Linked DNA regions of Mus musculus: regions 2, 3, 4 and 5 are each linked to region 1. The links are chromatin contacts, called in public HiChIP or PLAC-seq and promoter capture Hi-C maps. All regions are on one chromosome and are shown on one strand. The core of a region is the stretch at or near the end of the contact, and the rest is flanking DNA. Distances in the headings are between cores, read along the strand shown.

Region 1 (2,700 bases), core at 94-2,593:
TGTGCATGCATGGTGCCTGTGGTTCAATTTACAGCAATATACTAAATACATAAATAAAAAATAATAAAATATTCAACTGCTTGACCTAATGCTAGGAAAGTTACTACTGTGAACTAAGTCTCTACTGAAGCTTCCTTCCCATTCACTGATAAAGGGGTATCTGCAAGTATTTGTTCACTTCGCTTTCCATTCATCTTTTAAGTTTCTACAACTTGTCAGAGCATCCTGTTAGATGCCAGAAACAGGATGAGGAAATCAGAATAGATAACAAGGTGGCTGGGGAGATGGCTCCGTGATTAAAGTGCTTGCCATGCCGAGAGAGAGAGAGAGAGAGAGAGAGAGAGAGAGAGAGAGAGAGAGAGAGAGAGAGAGAGTTAATATCTCTGGGTTTCGATTGAGAGACCATGCTTCACTGTATAAGGTAGAAAAGCAGCGTTGTAGGATTTCTGACACCAATCTCCGGCCTCCACGTGCACCTGCACCGCCCCCCAACATGTACATCCACTCGTGCAAACAAAACAAAACAAAACAAAACACCAAACCACAGATACAAATGCACACACACAGAGACTCAGACAGACAGACAGACAGACAGACACACACACACACACACACACACAATAGGAGAAGAAAAAAAAATAGGTCAACAATAAAACCCCTGCTTTCTTGCAAAAAACTATGAAGTAGACTGAATGCCGAGTGCTCGCTGTTATAAGAGAGGTTCAAGGGCTGGAAGAGCTTGTGCAAGAGCCAGGGTTGAGCACGGTCCAGAGGAGCGCCAGGCTCAGCCTCTCTCCAGCATCTCTTCACAGGAAAGCCGGAGGCCCTCTTCACGTTCAAGAAGCCCAGGGGAAATCAATTATCCGAGTCTCCCTTGAGTACTCGAGCGCTCTTCGGTGTGACAGGTGTTTCCTGGTGTGCTAGAAATGCAAGCCAAGTGGATTCAGGTCCTGAGTGGCCATGTAACCAGACCCAGTTGATCTGTGAAAAGCGGGGCATGTGGCTAAGGGGATGCAATTTCAAGTGGGCGTTACAGGTGACTCATCAGAGACCTATCGATGGTGTGTGTGTGTGTGTTGGGGGGGGGGGGGTTGTCTTATATCCTTTGTATTTTTGGATAACAGCCCTCCTGACCATTTCCAACTTTTCGGAGTTTCATAGCCCTCGTGCAGAGCGCGTTTTCATACCAGAATCTAGTCACGGATAGGGAATTTGGGGTATGAAGACAATTATTTTTAAAGTGGAGTCGAGACTAGGAGAGAGGCCCTTGCCGGGGAAATTTGCTCAATAAGAGCTTTTCCTACCTCACTCCTCAGAGTGACAGTTCGCCTCAGCCAGATGACTACATTTCCCAGCGGGCGCTGTGCATCTCAAGGCACAGGCTGGCGGGCTCGGGGCGCTCCTCCGCCCAGCTAGCCAATAGAAATGCTCGGCTTGGGCCTCTGTCCGACTAGGAGCACGCGGGAACGGGGGCCTTAAAACTACATTTCCCGACGCGCTGGTAATCGCGCACTGACCAATCAGAGCCAGGTATTTTGAGGCTCGGGGAGGAGCCGACTCGGTCAGCCACCCTCATTGGCTAGGCAACGCTTAGCAGAGCCGGAACCCGGGAGCGAGCGAAACGCAATGACATTTCCTCTTTAAATAACCGGAGCCGGGGCCCCTGTAGTAATGGCCGCGTCGGCAGGTGGGTGGCGTGGTGCGGCCGCCCGCAGTGTCGGAGGAGGGAAGCAGGAGCGCGGGCGCCGGCCACAACCTGAAGCGGCGGCCTTAAGGCGGGAGGGAAGGATGGAGAGACGGCGGGCGCGGAGGCGAGGATGAATGGGGAGGAGGGCGGTGGGCGGCGCGCCCGCGAAGATGGGGCGTCTGGGTACCGGCCGCCCGCGAGGCGGTTGAGGGGTGCCCTGGCAGTCGCCCTCGATCGCGCTGCCCTCGGGAGCCTTCCGTCCCGCGCTCGACCCGGAGCCGAGTCCCCGCGCATCGCCGCCGCTGCCGGCTCGGCTGGCTCGCCTCACACGCTCCCTCCGCGAGCGCGGCGGTCCGGGCTCGCCGGGCTCCGGAGGAGCGCGCCGGCCTGGGAACTTGTTCGCCCTTGTTGAGCTCTCGGCTCCTAGAGCCTGTGTCGGCGCTCCTGTGCCCACACACGGACGTTTGTGTACGGGGTGGGGGGGAAAAAAACCCACGATGCCGTAAACTGGCTTCGAACTTCTTGTGGTTGTGCGATTTTTCTCCTAGATTTAAGTAAGTCTTCCCCAACACCGAATGGGATTCCATCTTCAGACACAGCCAACGATACCATGGATCCTTTCCATGCTTGCAGTATTCTTAAGCAACTCAAAACAATGTACGATGAAGGACAGTTGACAGACATTGTAGTGGAAGTGGATCACGGGAAAACATTTTCCTGTCATAGAAACGTTCTTGCTGCAATCAGCCCCTACTTCAGGTATGACGACGGTAGAAACTTATATATTACTATCCGTACAAGACTCCCTTTCAACCCAGTGTTAGCCACTTGATTGTGGTACTGAGTTGGGACAAATACATAAAGGCAAACCAGGTGTTTATTTTCTGAGAGTAGGTAACAGGTCTTGCTTGTCTTACTAATGAGCCCCTGTTTTGAGGTGGGATTCCAGAGTTTAGATAGTTGGATTTTAAGTTAGTGGACTTGTGAGGTATTCATACTATGTATGCTGCCAG
Region 2 (2,700 bases), core at 188-2,687, 2.0 Mb after region 1:
AACCTGAGAAAAATAAAGTACGTTACCTTAAGAGCATGCCACAAGAGACTAGTTACTATTTTAATATAAAGGAACAACGTAGAGAGAAAAATGACCAGCAAATCCCTAGCCAGAAGCCCGGAGATGAAGATGCGTGATTCTCCTCAGTGAATGAACACTACTAAGTCTCTCAAAGCAAAGTCAGAGCCCAGGGTCCCCTGGACATAGTAACCCACGGAGCAGACACTAGTGGTGAGCAGGAAGGAGGTAGCCCGCTTCACACCACATCACTCAATCCAGACCAACAGGATAATTAGCAGAGAAAACATTCCTAGGACCAAAGCCTGTTCCTGGTTCTCATTGCAGTAATCCTGTTCTCTGATTCCCGGGGCTGCCTGGACCAGTGCCAACCTCAGGATCACAACAGGCCACCCAGCCCTTGGACTAACCTTCTAGGTCGCGGCTTGGAGCACTAGGTCCTAAATTTCGGGTATCCAAATCCACAGCTCTGCAATGCGTTCTGCCGGTTAACAAAACTTGACCATTCATGGAAAAAAGTAACCCTTGGCCGTGGGGAAAATCTAAAGGAGCAGATCAGAAAGTTGGCTTTTGCAAGGGAGGGCATGTACCCACTTGCATATGCTGGGTGATGGTTCCCTGTGGTGCATGAAAGTACAACTTCAGGGCCTGGCAGAAAGCCTTCCCGGAGTTGAGTTCTCTGGCAAGACTTGGCAGGGATGAAAGCTTTAGTAGGTTAGGCTACCGCGTCTTTTTGCACAAAACGGTCAATCGCGCTCCACTCGTGTGTGGCTTGATTGGATTTTCACGGACCTAAAAAGAGAAGAGGAAAAAAAGGTAAAAATCTGAACGCCGTAAACCATGAGAGCTGGGGTTACTAGGACTACCACATGAATGGCTTAGGGCATTGCTGGGCAACAGAGCCAGCAGCGGACAGATGAAGTGCATCTGGGACTCAAAGACTATCAAGTCCCAAGGTAGGCAAGCAGACAGAGCTCAGACAGAGCTCGGCTGCCTGAGGCGCCGAAGTGGCAATCCTGCTGTGGCGATCCTCCGGTTGTCTGCGGAACGTCAACCCCTCCCCTGTGTAGCGGAGTCAGCCCCTCGCGCCCGGCAGCAGCCAACCCTGCCCCGGGTGCTTGGGGAAGCAGCTGTCTTAGGAGACGCTCGGCTCCCAGGTGTGCCTGGAGAAGCCACTCCGCCCCAGCATGGGGATCGAGGCAACAGGGCAGGCCTGGCTGGGCATCTCCCTAGCCTACAGCCACCGATCAACTCCTGGTAACCAGCTGAAGGCCGCGGGCTGGGATCAGAGTCCCAGAGTCAGGCTGCGGGCCCACGGGGGTGCAGGCGCCGGCCAGGAACAGGCGGGGAAGGCGCGGGGCCCACCTGCAGCTTGACTAGGGAGCGGCGGCGGCGGCAGTGGCGGCAGCTTGGGAGTAACGAGACGTCACCGCCGGCAGCCGCGAACCGGAAACCTCCGGCGCCCAAGCCGGGCCAGGGGGCGCCCGGGAGCTGCCGCGACACCTTGGCCCGGGGCTCAAGGGCGGACCGGAATGCCTTGACCACACCCAGCGACCAGAGTCTGGAAGGCACTCTTGGACACCCATCAGCCAAGGTTACGGACACCCTGTGACCCACAGCCTGATCCACTGGGGACACCCGCCTACATCCCCTCCGGGACGTGGGACACCGGGGTGCAAGTCCCTGGCTGCTCCTCCAGGCGCTTGGCAGGTCTCCAGCACCAGAGAGTAGGCAGGCAGACTACGGGACTGTTTACATATCACTCAGGGTTGTAATTTTATTGCTTTCCCATTCTGAGCAGAAGTTGCTGCCCTGATTTTCAAATGAGACTGGATGTAGTGGGACACTCTCTGGTGGGTAGTGAAAATACTGTAGATTCCAGGGAATTGTACCTGTCCATGAAGTGTCCAAGTCCAATGGCTACTCTTGTTTAATTTTTACGTTTTTGCTATTTCATGATGATTTCTAACTGCTTGTTTAGGTGATGATTACGTGTATGCATATCTCCCATTCTCTTCCATTCTTGACACCTTGCAGTTCCAGCATGCCTTCTGGAGCATGGGGGAGACAGCCATTAAATTATGATTAAAGGGTTCAAGGGCTGACAGGTGGCTTAGAGTTTTCAAAGCGCTTGTGGGAGCAAGCCTGACGACCCACGTTGAATCCTAGGATCCTACCACGAAAGGGGAGAACCCACTCCCTGACCTCGTTCTCTGACCTCCTGGATACTCACACCTTCCTATACAATACTAATAAATGAAAAAAAGGACCCAGCTTATATTAATGGTGTCAAAATAAACATGCTCAGATGCATTCAGTTCACAAGGCTTACATGTCTTATAAATTTTAAGAAGCTACTATGAGAACTGAAACCAGAACTGGTGGTACAGGCCTGCTGTTCCAGCTACTCCACAGGCTGAGTCATGGAAAAAATTTAAAAAAAATAAAAAATAAAAGGAAGTTCAAGACACCCAGACAACTTAGTGACCACGGAGATGAGTGCTATCCTAACATGTGCACGACCCCAGGTTCAATCCCCAGTAACATACAACATACACATGGGCTGGGCACTTTAGGGAAGGCCTTTCTTTAATCCTAGCTAGCACTTGGAAGGCAAAGGCAAATGGATCTCTGTAAGTTTGAGGCCAGCCTGATCTATGTCGCAAGTTCCAGACCAGCTGT
Region 3 (2,700 bases), core at 151-2,650, 2.9 Mb before region 1:
TGCATTTACAGTGAGTTGATGTGTTTACTAGATTTTATAAATTAGAACAGTGGGGCAGCAGGTCTGATGTTCTCTGCCCTTCAACAGAAAAATCTGATACTTAAACATTTCAGGGCTTAATAACTTACATTTTCTGTCTTATTGGACTACAGCAAAGTCACTGTTGATGTGACCCTGAAAGACTCCTAACCATTGAGAACAAGGATAAAATCATTTCACAGAAGCAAAGAAATCTGTTTCCAAGACTTTAGAGGCCACATATCACAGCACAGAGTGGGAGTTTGTGTAGCTAGAATTGTGGTGTGCTGCAGAGGGCACAGAGGAGGGTACCATCTGGTCCTCAAAGGTGAAGGGTGACAGCAACTCAGAAAATAAATTAAACAGGACGCTAGGTGCCTGTTATTTCCTTTAATTAAGAAATTTGACAGGCGTGGGAGGCAGAAGCAGACAGATACCTGTGAGTTTGAGGCCAGCCTGGTTTACATGTCAAGTTCCAGGCCAGACATAGATACATAGTGAGACCCTTGTCTTGAGATTAAATAAATAAATCGAGAGACTACACACATGCAGACCCATCCCGGAAAGCATCTGAGGCATCACTTAAACAGCCAGCCTCAGGTCCGACCGGTTCTCTCCCCAGCCAGTGGCTGACAGGATCCTCTGGGTGTGACAGCTGCCTCCTCCCCGCCTGCAACTCATCCTGAAGAAAAAGTCAAACAGAAGTCGTCCCCGTGCACCCTGGCCACACATCGCAGCTCAGTTCTCACCCTGGAGAAACGCCCCTTACTCAAGGCAGGCTCCCTCCAGGATGCCTTCACAGCAGCTGCCTGGGGTGCCATAGCCTATACACAAGTGAAGTGACTAACACAAGACAGCAGCCGGGAAGGAGAGCCTGGGATTTTCGCCATCACCACGAGAACTCGGAGAGCGGGATAATAGGGTTCCGCGAATGAAGTGGGGGACCTTAACATAAAGTCACTTAATTAGGTGCCACCACAAACCACCGCAATTGATGCCGCAACCAGAAGGCCAGTTGTGCAAACTCTCGCCTCCAGACTGGATTGAAAAACCCAGCCGGGGGGCTCTGTAGAGATCCGCACGGCCACGCGCACCCGCGGGACGCGACTCTGCGGGACATCACGCAACACGTCACGGCGCGGGCAGAGACCCGCGCGGCGCCGAGGCCCGCAAAGCCTCATCTCCCGACCGCATCGTCATCTCAAACCACACGTCACACCCACCTCAGCCACCGCCGCGCTCTCTGCGACACCCTTTCTCACTCCCTGCGGCTTCCGACAGGCAGTCGGCAGCCTGCCTTTCCACCTCGGGTTCTGACTGCCGGCCTACGAGGTTCCTCAGAGACCAGTGGCAGCCATCGCCATCAGTGGCTCGGCGCTCGACAGGCGCGCCGGGCAGAAACCGGAAGACAGACTGACACGCGGCGGTCGAGCGCCGAGTCCTCGAGCGCACTGAACCTGGAAGAGGATGCTGCGCAGGCGCTGCCGCAACGGGGCGGGCCCAGTAGGAGGAGGTAAACTGCGAAGTTCTCTCAGGTCCTAGCAACACATCGATGTGAAACCCTACACTCGCCCTTCACTCACCCTATAGGTGGGGAAACTGAGACTTTGGCTCTTAAATAATGTGCCTGCAGCGCTAACATTATTTAGAGACCGTTAAAAAGTTTCTGAGATTTTTGCATAAATGCCTTAATACAGCGGTTGTTCTTCCAAAGGACCCAGGTTTGAAAAACTGCTTGTCTGCTACCTATATGCTCTCTTCTGGAGTCCATGGGCACTGCACATGTGGTGCACAGACATGCAGGCAAAACACACATACAAAATTTTGTTTTTTTACTTTTTTGTTGTTGTTGTTAAAAAAAAGTTTCTGAGTGCGAGAGACTAAGTTATGTTCAGCACATTGAGGAGACAGAAAGACGTGGAAATTGAGCCAAAGAAAGTAGAGACGTTGAGGAGTCGTGTCAGGGATTGGAAGTTGGCTCAATTGATCCTGGTTGGGACTCAATTTCCACCACACACCCATGCCTGTAACACCAATACTCTAAGGATGGAGGCAGGAGGACCAAAAATTTAAGTTAATTTTCAATTACATAGCAAGTTCAAGGCCATACTGGGATACATGAAACTCCATCTCAAAAAAGCATAAAAAAGTATGAGGGTAGCTAGATCTCTGCAAAATAAGTGGCATTTATGTATGAGTCAGGGTTCTCTAGAGTCACAGAACTCTATAGTCTATATAGTAAGGGAATTGGTGGATGACTTACAGTCTGTAGTCCAATTCCCAACAATGGTCAGCAGCAGCTGTGAATGGAAGTCCAAGGATCTAGCAGTCACTCAGTCCCACAAGGCAAGCAGTTGAAGAAGAGAGTGTCAATCTTCCTTCTTCCAATGTCCTTATATAGGTCTCCAGCAAAAGGTGTGGCCCAGATTAAAGGTGTCTGCCACCACACCTTTAATCCCAGATAACCTTGACTTGGAGATCTTCCTGTCTTAATCTTCTGGAATTCATAGCCACTGTGCCTCAAGATCTCCATGCCAAGATTCAGGTCAGAAACTTCTATCTCAGCCTCCAGATTAGGATCACTGGTGAGCCTCCCAATTCTGGATTGTAGTTCATCCAGATATAGTCAAGTTGACAACCAGGAATAGCCCCTGCAATTTACAAAAGACAGTATGGCAGATC
Region 4 (2,700 bases), core at 70-2,569, 2.3 Mb after region 1:
TCTGGAATTACAAGTAAGCCTAATATTAAAGTTTTCCTTCTTTCTTTCTTTCTTTCTTTCTTTCTTTTTTTTTTTTAGTTAAAAAAAATCTAAAAATTCTAGTTTGAGTTCCCTGGTTACATTTTCTAGTCAAAACAAGCAACCTGACAGGTTCTTTCTTCAGATGGAAATGTCACCAACAATTCTGTGTTCTCTAATTGTGGTGTGAGAACCTCCGACAAACAACTGTGACAAACAACTGTGACAAAAGCCATTCACTAGCTGTCCCTGGACTGTGAGCCTCCATTCTGTGACCTCAGTGAAGCCCATTCAGGATGCAGAGAGTTCTACCTTGTGGGCTTCAGCACGATCATTTCTTTAACAGGAGTAACAACTGCCTGCTTTGAAGAATAAAGGCTATGATGATGTCACTGTCTTGTTTGGAGGATGAGTTAAGTGAATCATTAAAGCCTTGATAAGGGTTTCAATTATGCTAGCAGAGAAGAGAAAGTTAACACCAAGCAGCTACAGGACATTTGAGATAACTGCTAAGTAGGGGCCAAAGTCCCAGGAACAAGCCACCGCCAAGTGCTGTGGAATTCCAGGAACCTGCTGCAAAAGATAGCAAGGCCTTGTGAGGGGCTGTCAGGAAGGGGAGGCAGGGTTTGCTCTCTGGAATTTTCAGGCACACGCTAGACCTCAGCAGCTGTCTGCAGAACAGGCACACAAATGTGGTCACTAAATAAATGGTATTTGTTAAGATTCTCCAAAGACACATTCCTTTGGCTGTACTGTGACACAGCAAAAACGTGGTGAGTGTCCACAAAGATTAGTGTGGAAGGATGTTGACTGTGTCCAGAGTTTAGCATAGCCAGGGGCAGCCCATGTGTTTGCAGGAGGCTGGCCAGCTGAAGTATGCACAAGCAAAGAAACAGATATTCTCCCCATCCTTCGTAAGATACAAACAGTAAGTCAGTAAAAAACCCACCCAGTTATCCCACAAGGTGGGAAAGGAGAGGTGAAGGAACTTCCTGTGGAAAGGAACTTCTCATTCATTCTGTGTTTTCAGAGTTGGAAATACTCACAGGGTTAACTTCATTCCTTATAGGTACCTCATTCACACCAACTTTCCCTTCAGTTTCTGACTAGCCCTAGCCTAGACCTAGCCCTAGCCCTAGCCTAGCCCTAGCCCTAGCCTAGCCCTATCCCTATCCCTAGCCTAGCCCTAGCCCTAGCCTAGCCCTAGCCCTAGCCTAGCCCTATCCCTATCCCTATCCTAGCCCTAGCCTAGCCCTAGCCCTAGCCTAGCCCTATCCCTATCCCTAGCCTAGCCCTAGCCCTAGCCCTAGCCTAGCCCTAGCCCTAGCCCTAGCCCTAGCCCTAGCCCTAGCCTAGCCTAGCCCTAGCCCTAGCCTAGCCCTAGCCCTAGCCTTAACCCTAACCCTAACCCTAACCCTAACCCTAACCCTAGAGTTAGGGTAAGGGCATTGTTCTCCTTGCTTCTGGTGGGGCCCTCCTTCACTCACTTCTGGGCACATGTGCCTTACACCACACCCTTTCAGTACTACAGGTTTTCCTTAGGATCCTTGGACACCTTTCAGCTATGATTTAGACCTATATAAGTCACTTTGGGTACCCTCCTTCTTGAGCGTTAATAATAATGGAAACATTTGGATATTTGTAAACATTCACCATGACTTTCTTTGTCTGAACATTATAGGAAGGAGGAGGGAAAGAAGGGGGAGGGGAAGGAGGAGGAGGAGTAAGGAAAAGAAGGAAGAAAGAGGGAAAAGAGGAGGCGAAGGGAGGGAGTAGAGGGGTTGGGGTGGGGTTTCCAACATCATAGTATAAAATGAGATGTATTGTCATTAAAATTCCCCATGATCTTAGACTATGCTTCATGTTGAATTAGTTTTAAATGGTTTTACACTTATTTCTTCTGGGTGCGCATGTTTACGTGTATGGGTGCATGCCTGTGGAGGAGAGAGGACAACTGTTGGAGTTTGTTTTCTTGTTTCACTGCTATACAGTGTGTGCGTGTGTGTGTGTGTGTCTGTATGTGTGTGTGTGTGTGTGTGTGTGTGTGTGTGTGTGTGTGTGTAAACCCTGCACCCAGAGTCCCTCACTACTAAGGGCTCTCACTAAGCAGTCTATGCTGGCTGGCCAGCAAGCCTCAGGGATCCACCTGTTTTGACTTCACTGGGGCTGGGATTACAAGTGAGCCAGGGATCAAGTTCAGGCAGCCGGGCTTGGTTGCAAGAGCCTTTCCCGGTGAAGGCATCTGAATCAGCTTTATGAAAATAACTTTGGTTTATAAACAATCTACCAGCAATACAAAGTTGTGGTAAAACTGTCTATCGGGTTTAAAGTGGGGGCAGGCTATAAGAACGGGAACCGTGGTCTCCATTGGCAGTGTTTTGTATCTTAAGCTATGGAGAGGGCAAGAGGGTTGATTAGTCTTTAAATATTCTACTTCTCTTAGGTTGGTAATAATTAATGTTTATATACCTGCCTGGTGGGCCAGCTCTGAGAAAATCCCTGATTTAGTTAAAGGCATGGGTCTTAGGACTTTGCTGAGGGGCTTTCCCAAACAGAGCTCACAGGACATGGCACGGGTCAGTAGAGTTCTCCTTGTCCATCTCCGCAGGAGACGATTTGGATCTTTGAGCGGTTGGGATAATTCTTTCCTTGTGCAGTTGTTTTGCATTGTATCTTCGATTT
Region 5 (2,700 bases), core at 38-2,537, 2.4 Mb after region 1:
ATAATTTGGGGTAACCCCCTCATTTTGAGAACCATAATTTAATCACCCCTGTCAAGTCTATAATATGGGGCAACATTTACAGATTGCAGAAATTAAGACTCCATACCTCTGGGCCATTACGCAACCGAGTACACTAGTCTTTTCAAATCCAAAATGTATTCACACACCATAGCTCTCATGCTGTTTATATAGGACAACTTTACTAGCCAGTACAAATCCCTACTGAAGTGGGCTTAGACTATGAGGTTACAGGTAAGAGGTAACGGCAGAATGCCAACATGGACCCCAGGTGTGCACGCCCTGGGTAACCTATGCCTTTGTGTGCAGCTGGGGCTTTCGATGCTTCTAGCTCCAAGAGGATGACAAGGATGGGCTGCTGTGTGACCCTGATCAGCTTATGTTATATGCCAAAGGCACTCCTGGCATCACCCCAGGAAATGCTCCCTCAAGCATCATTACAAAAGGGAGAGAAAGGTGGCCTGCTGTTTTTGAAGAAGTACACAGCTCTCCTGTGCAGCCAGCCTGTGTGTGTGAGAGCTACAGGTGGCTGAGGACTTCAGTCCTACAGCTGTAGAGAGCCACAGTCTCATAGCAGCCAATGCGCATGAAGGAGGAGTCTGGGCCTTGGGCGAGATCATAGCCTGGGCCTGCACCTGAATTTCAGTCTGATGAAACCCTGAGCAGAGGGCCCAATTAAATTATGTGAGCATCCTGACCCAAGGCCACCCACGTGTGCCGAGTAAGCCATGCCATCAATGGTAATTGGTTACACAGCGATAGAAAATTGATGAACTTGTTTTGCAAGGGGTTTACTGTTCAGATCTCAGCTAGAAAATAGATAAGGGCAGACTACCCAAGCGAAGAGTCGAGTACAACATACTCTCAGGCAGCAAGGTATCCTGGGAAGAAAATGTCCTCTGTGTAAGGGAGATGGCTCAGAGCCAGAAAATAAGATTAATGTTAACTGCAAAATACACTGGGGGACAGGTTTGAGGGACATTAAGAAATGGAACAGGGAGATGTTTAGCCAAGTCTTTCAACTGCGGGGATGAGAGCCCAATTCAAACAGGCTGGGCCACCATGAACGGATCAGAGATTGAATGTGGAGAATTCAGCCATTTCTGTGTCAGCCTGATTTTCTCCCGGTCTCTCTCTCACTCCCATCCTCCCTGCTCACCTCACCGTGAGGCAGTCCTTTCCAGTATCAGTCAAGGGCTCGGCCTGATACTTGACTTACTGAACAAGCTTCAAGGTAAGCGATTCTTCCTAGTCATCCCAGCAGGAGTCCCCTGCTGTCTTCACTAGCTCTGACCCTGTCACAGCTGCCTCACTGGCCTGACTTTGACCCCATGAGGGAGGGGCCAGCCTCATCTGAAACCAAGCCGGAATTCAGTTAGCAAAGGTGGCAGACACCTGTTGCCCTACCAAAAAGACGTTGGCTCCATGTTCATGCTCAGGTAAAAGAGGGCCGAGTCTGCTCAAGTCAGCAAACCCAGAAGTGCTAGGCAGGCTTCTCTGCATGGCATCTGGCTTCACGCTCACTACCACACCCACTTCTCCAACAGCCGCTGCAGCAGGCACATGGGCATGGGAGGATACTCCGGCTCACGGTTCCCCCAGGCCACTGACCTAGCAACTGGCAAAGCAGAACTCAAATCAAGGAATGTGAGTTTCCAAAATAAGGAGTTCAATGCTCTCCTTCTAAACGAACTTTAACCAGACTAGCACATGGAGATGGGGTAGCACCCGATAACATGTAACACCCCTCTATGAAGGCCCACTTTAAACCTTCCCACGGGGATTTAACAAGTGGTCTACTTTCATTTCGGTACAGCAATTCATTGGCTGAATTGAAATAGAAGACAGCCCACAGGGCTCAGGGAAAAAGAAAGTGGATATCAGTAAGCCCAGGGATGGGGGTGGGGGTGGGGGTGGGGGTGGGGGTGGGGGTGGGGGTGGGGGGGAGGGGACAGATATGTGGAGGAGGACAGCCTGTGGAGGACCATTGAAGCCCCAGCATCGACAGCCACAATGCCAGAGACAGACAATGACAGAGGAAGTCTGTGAAGGAAACAGGTTCAGGACTGTCCCCCTCCCAGGCCCTCCCTCCCATTGTGCCTCTCACTGAGTCAGCCTGGAGAGGAAGAAAACAGAGACTGTCATTCTCCCACACACACCTCTAACTTATCCCCAACAGGGAAGGAGAGGAGGCTGAGACAAGTAAGACACAAGCAGGCACCCATCCCCCACCTCCACACACCCAGATGCTCTGTGGTGCCCTGCCACCCCCATTCCCCACAGCAGAGAATTCAGTCAGGCTTCCACGGAGAAGGCATACTTTCAAGGACTGGTGTCAGCCTAAGATGTGTCACTTAGTTACAGAATGGCAGGCTGTTGGTATAGTACTGTTGGTAGAGTGCTTGCCTGGCATGCAGGAAGCCCTGGGTTCAGTGCCTAGCATAGCATAAACTGGACACATGAATGACCACAGCACTCAGGAGAAGGAGGCAGGTAGATCAGAAGTTCAAAGCTATCCTCAACCACATAAAGATCTGAGGTTAGCTAGGACTGCATGAGACCTTGTTTCAAAAAAAAAAAAAAAAAAAACCCAGATGACTTAATGTCTCTGGACTTTAGTATAGGGTTGAGATACAGGGTGATGATGACGATGATGAAGCAGGATATATATATATATATATA

Evidence for each region. Promoter capture Hi-C pulls out the DNA fragments that hold promoters and counts their contacts. HiChIP or PLAC-seq counts read pairs in DNA pulled down with a chosen protein or histone mark. Capture Hi-C pulls out chosen DNA fragments and counts their contacts.
Region 2: a contact with region 1 is called in an H3K27ac HiChIP or PLAC-seq map of embryonic stem cells, with 7 times the contacts expected there. The contact joins the promoter of Eogt here to the promoter of Kbtbd8os in region 1. A contact is called at or near these places in 13 of 39 promoter capture datasets (the C10 cell line, cranial neural crest, embryonic stem cells and 7 more), 1 of 484 Hi-C or Micro-C datasets (B cells), 9 of 115 datasets of contacts at active chromatin or transcription factors (embryonic forebrain, embryonic hindbrain, embryonic stem cells and 4 more) and 1 of 9 other capture datasets (liver).
Region 3: a promoter capture Hi-C map of liver shows a contact between it and region 1, with 5 times the contacts expected there. The contact joins the promoter of Rbsn here to the promoter of Kbtbd8os in region 1. A contact is called at or near these places in 1 of 39 promoter capture datasets (pre-B cells), 3 of 484 Hi-C or Micro-C datasets (CD4 T cells, CD8 T cells and regulatory T cells) and 1 of 9 other capture datasets (liver).
Region 4: a promoter capture Hi-C map of liver shows a contact between it and region 1, with 2.6 times the contacts expected there. The contact joins the enhancer-like site here to the promoter of Kbtbd8os in region 1. A contact is called at or near these places in 6 of 39 promoter capture datasets (the 3T3-L1 cell line, 3T3-L1-derived adipocytes, liver and 1 more).
Region 5: a contact with region 1 is called in a promoter capture Hi-C map of liver, with 3 times the contacts expected there. The contact joins the enhancer-like site here to the promoter of Kbtbd8os in region 1. A contact is called at or near these places in 5 of 39 promoter capture datasets (3T3-L1-derived adipocytes, frontonasal cranial neural crest, hippocampal neurons and 2 more) and 1 of 9 other capture datasets (liver).

What each region holds. Positions count from the first base shown.
Region 1 is chr6:95,116,288-95,118,987 of GRCm38.p6, forward strand. It overlaps Kbtbd8os (kelch repeat and BTB (POZ) domain containing 8, opposite strand), which reads right to left and starts at 1,344. Exons shown (of 2, transcript NR_153843.1): 1 at 1,305-1,344. Kbtbd8 (kelch repeat and BTB (POZ) domain containing 8) reads left to right here and starts at 1,593. Exons shown (of 4, transcript NM_001008785.5): 1 at 1,593-1,687; 2 at 2,236-2,446. The coding sequence starts at 1,672.
Region 2 is chr6:97,147,449-97,150,148 of GRCm38.p6, forward strand. Eogt (EGF domain-specific O-linked N-acetylglucosamine (GlcNAc) transferase) reads right to left here and starts at 1,438. Exons shown (of 18, transcript NM_175313.5): 1 at 1,384-1,438; 2 at 429-810; 3 at 1-3.
Region 3 is chr6:92,213,470-92,216,169 of GRCm38.p6, forward strand. It overlaps Rbsn (rabenosyn, RAB effector), which reads right to left and starts at 1,401. Exons shown (of 12, transcript NM_030081.3): 1 at 1,242-1,401.
Region 4 is chr6:97,409,347-97,412,046 of GRCm38.p6, forward strand. The region is part of intron 4 of Frmd4b (FERM domain containing 4B); the gene reads right to left. Among named protein-coding and RNA genes, the nearest start is that of Frmd4b, 77 kb to the right of the region's middle. Within about 2 kb of position 1,320, at least 61 of the 459 cell types and tissues checked have an H3K27ac peak or open chromatin away from gene starts, as enhancers often do. A contact at or near this core is called in liver, where this site is marked.
Region 5 is chr6:97,516,509-97,519,208 of GRCm38.p6, forward strand. It overlaps Gm46970 (a long non-coding RNA gene), which reads left to right. Exons shown (of 5, transcript XR_003956336.1): 1 at 1-1,252. It also overlaps a transcript of Frmd4b not described here. Among named protein-coding and RNA genes, the nearest start is that of Gm46970, 22 kb to the left of the region's middle. Within about 2 kb of position 1,288, at least 28 of the 459 cell types and tissues checked have an H3K27ac peak or open chromatin away from gene starts, as enhancers often do. A contact at or near this core is called in liver, where this site is marked.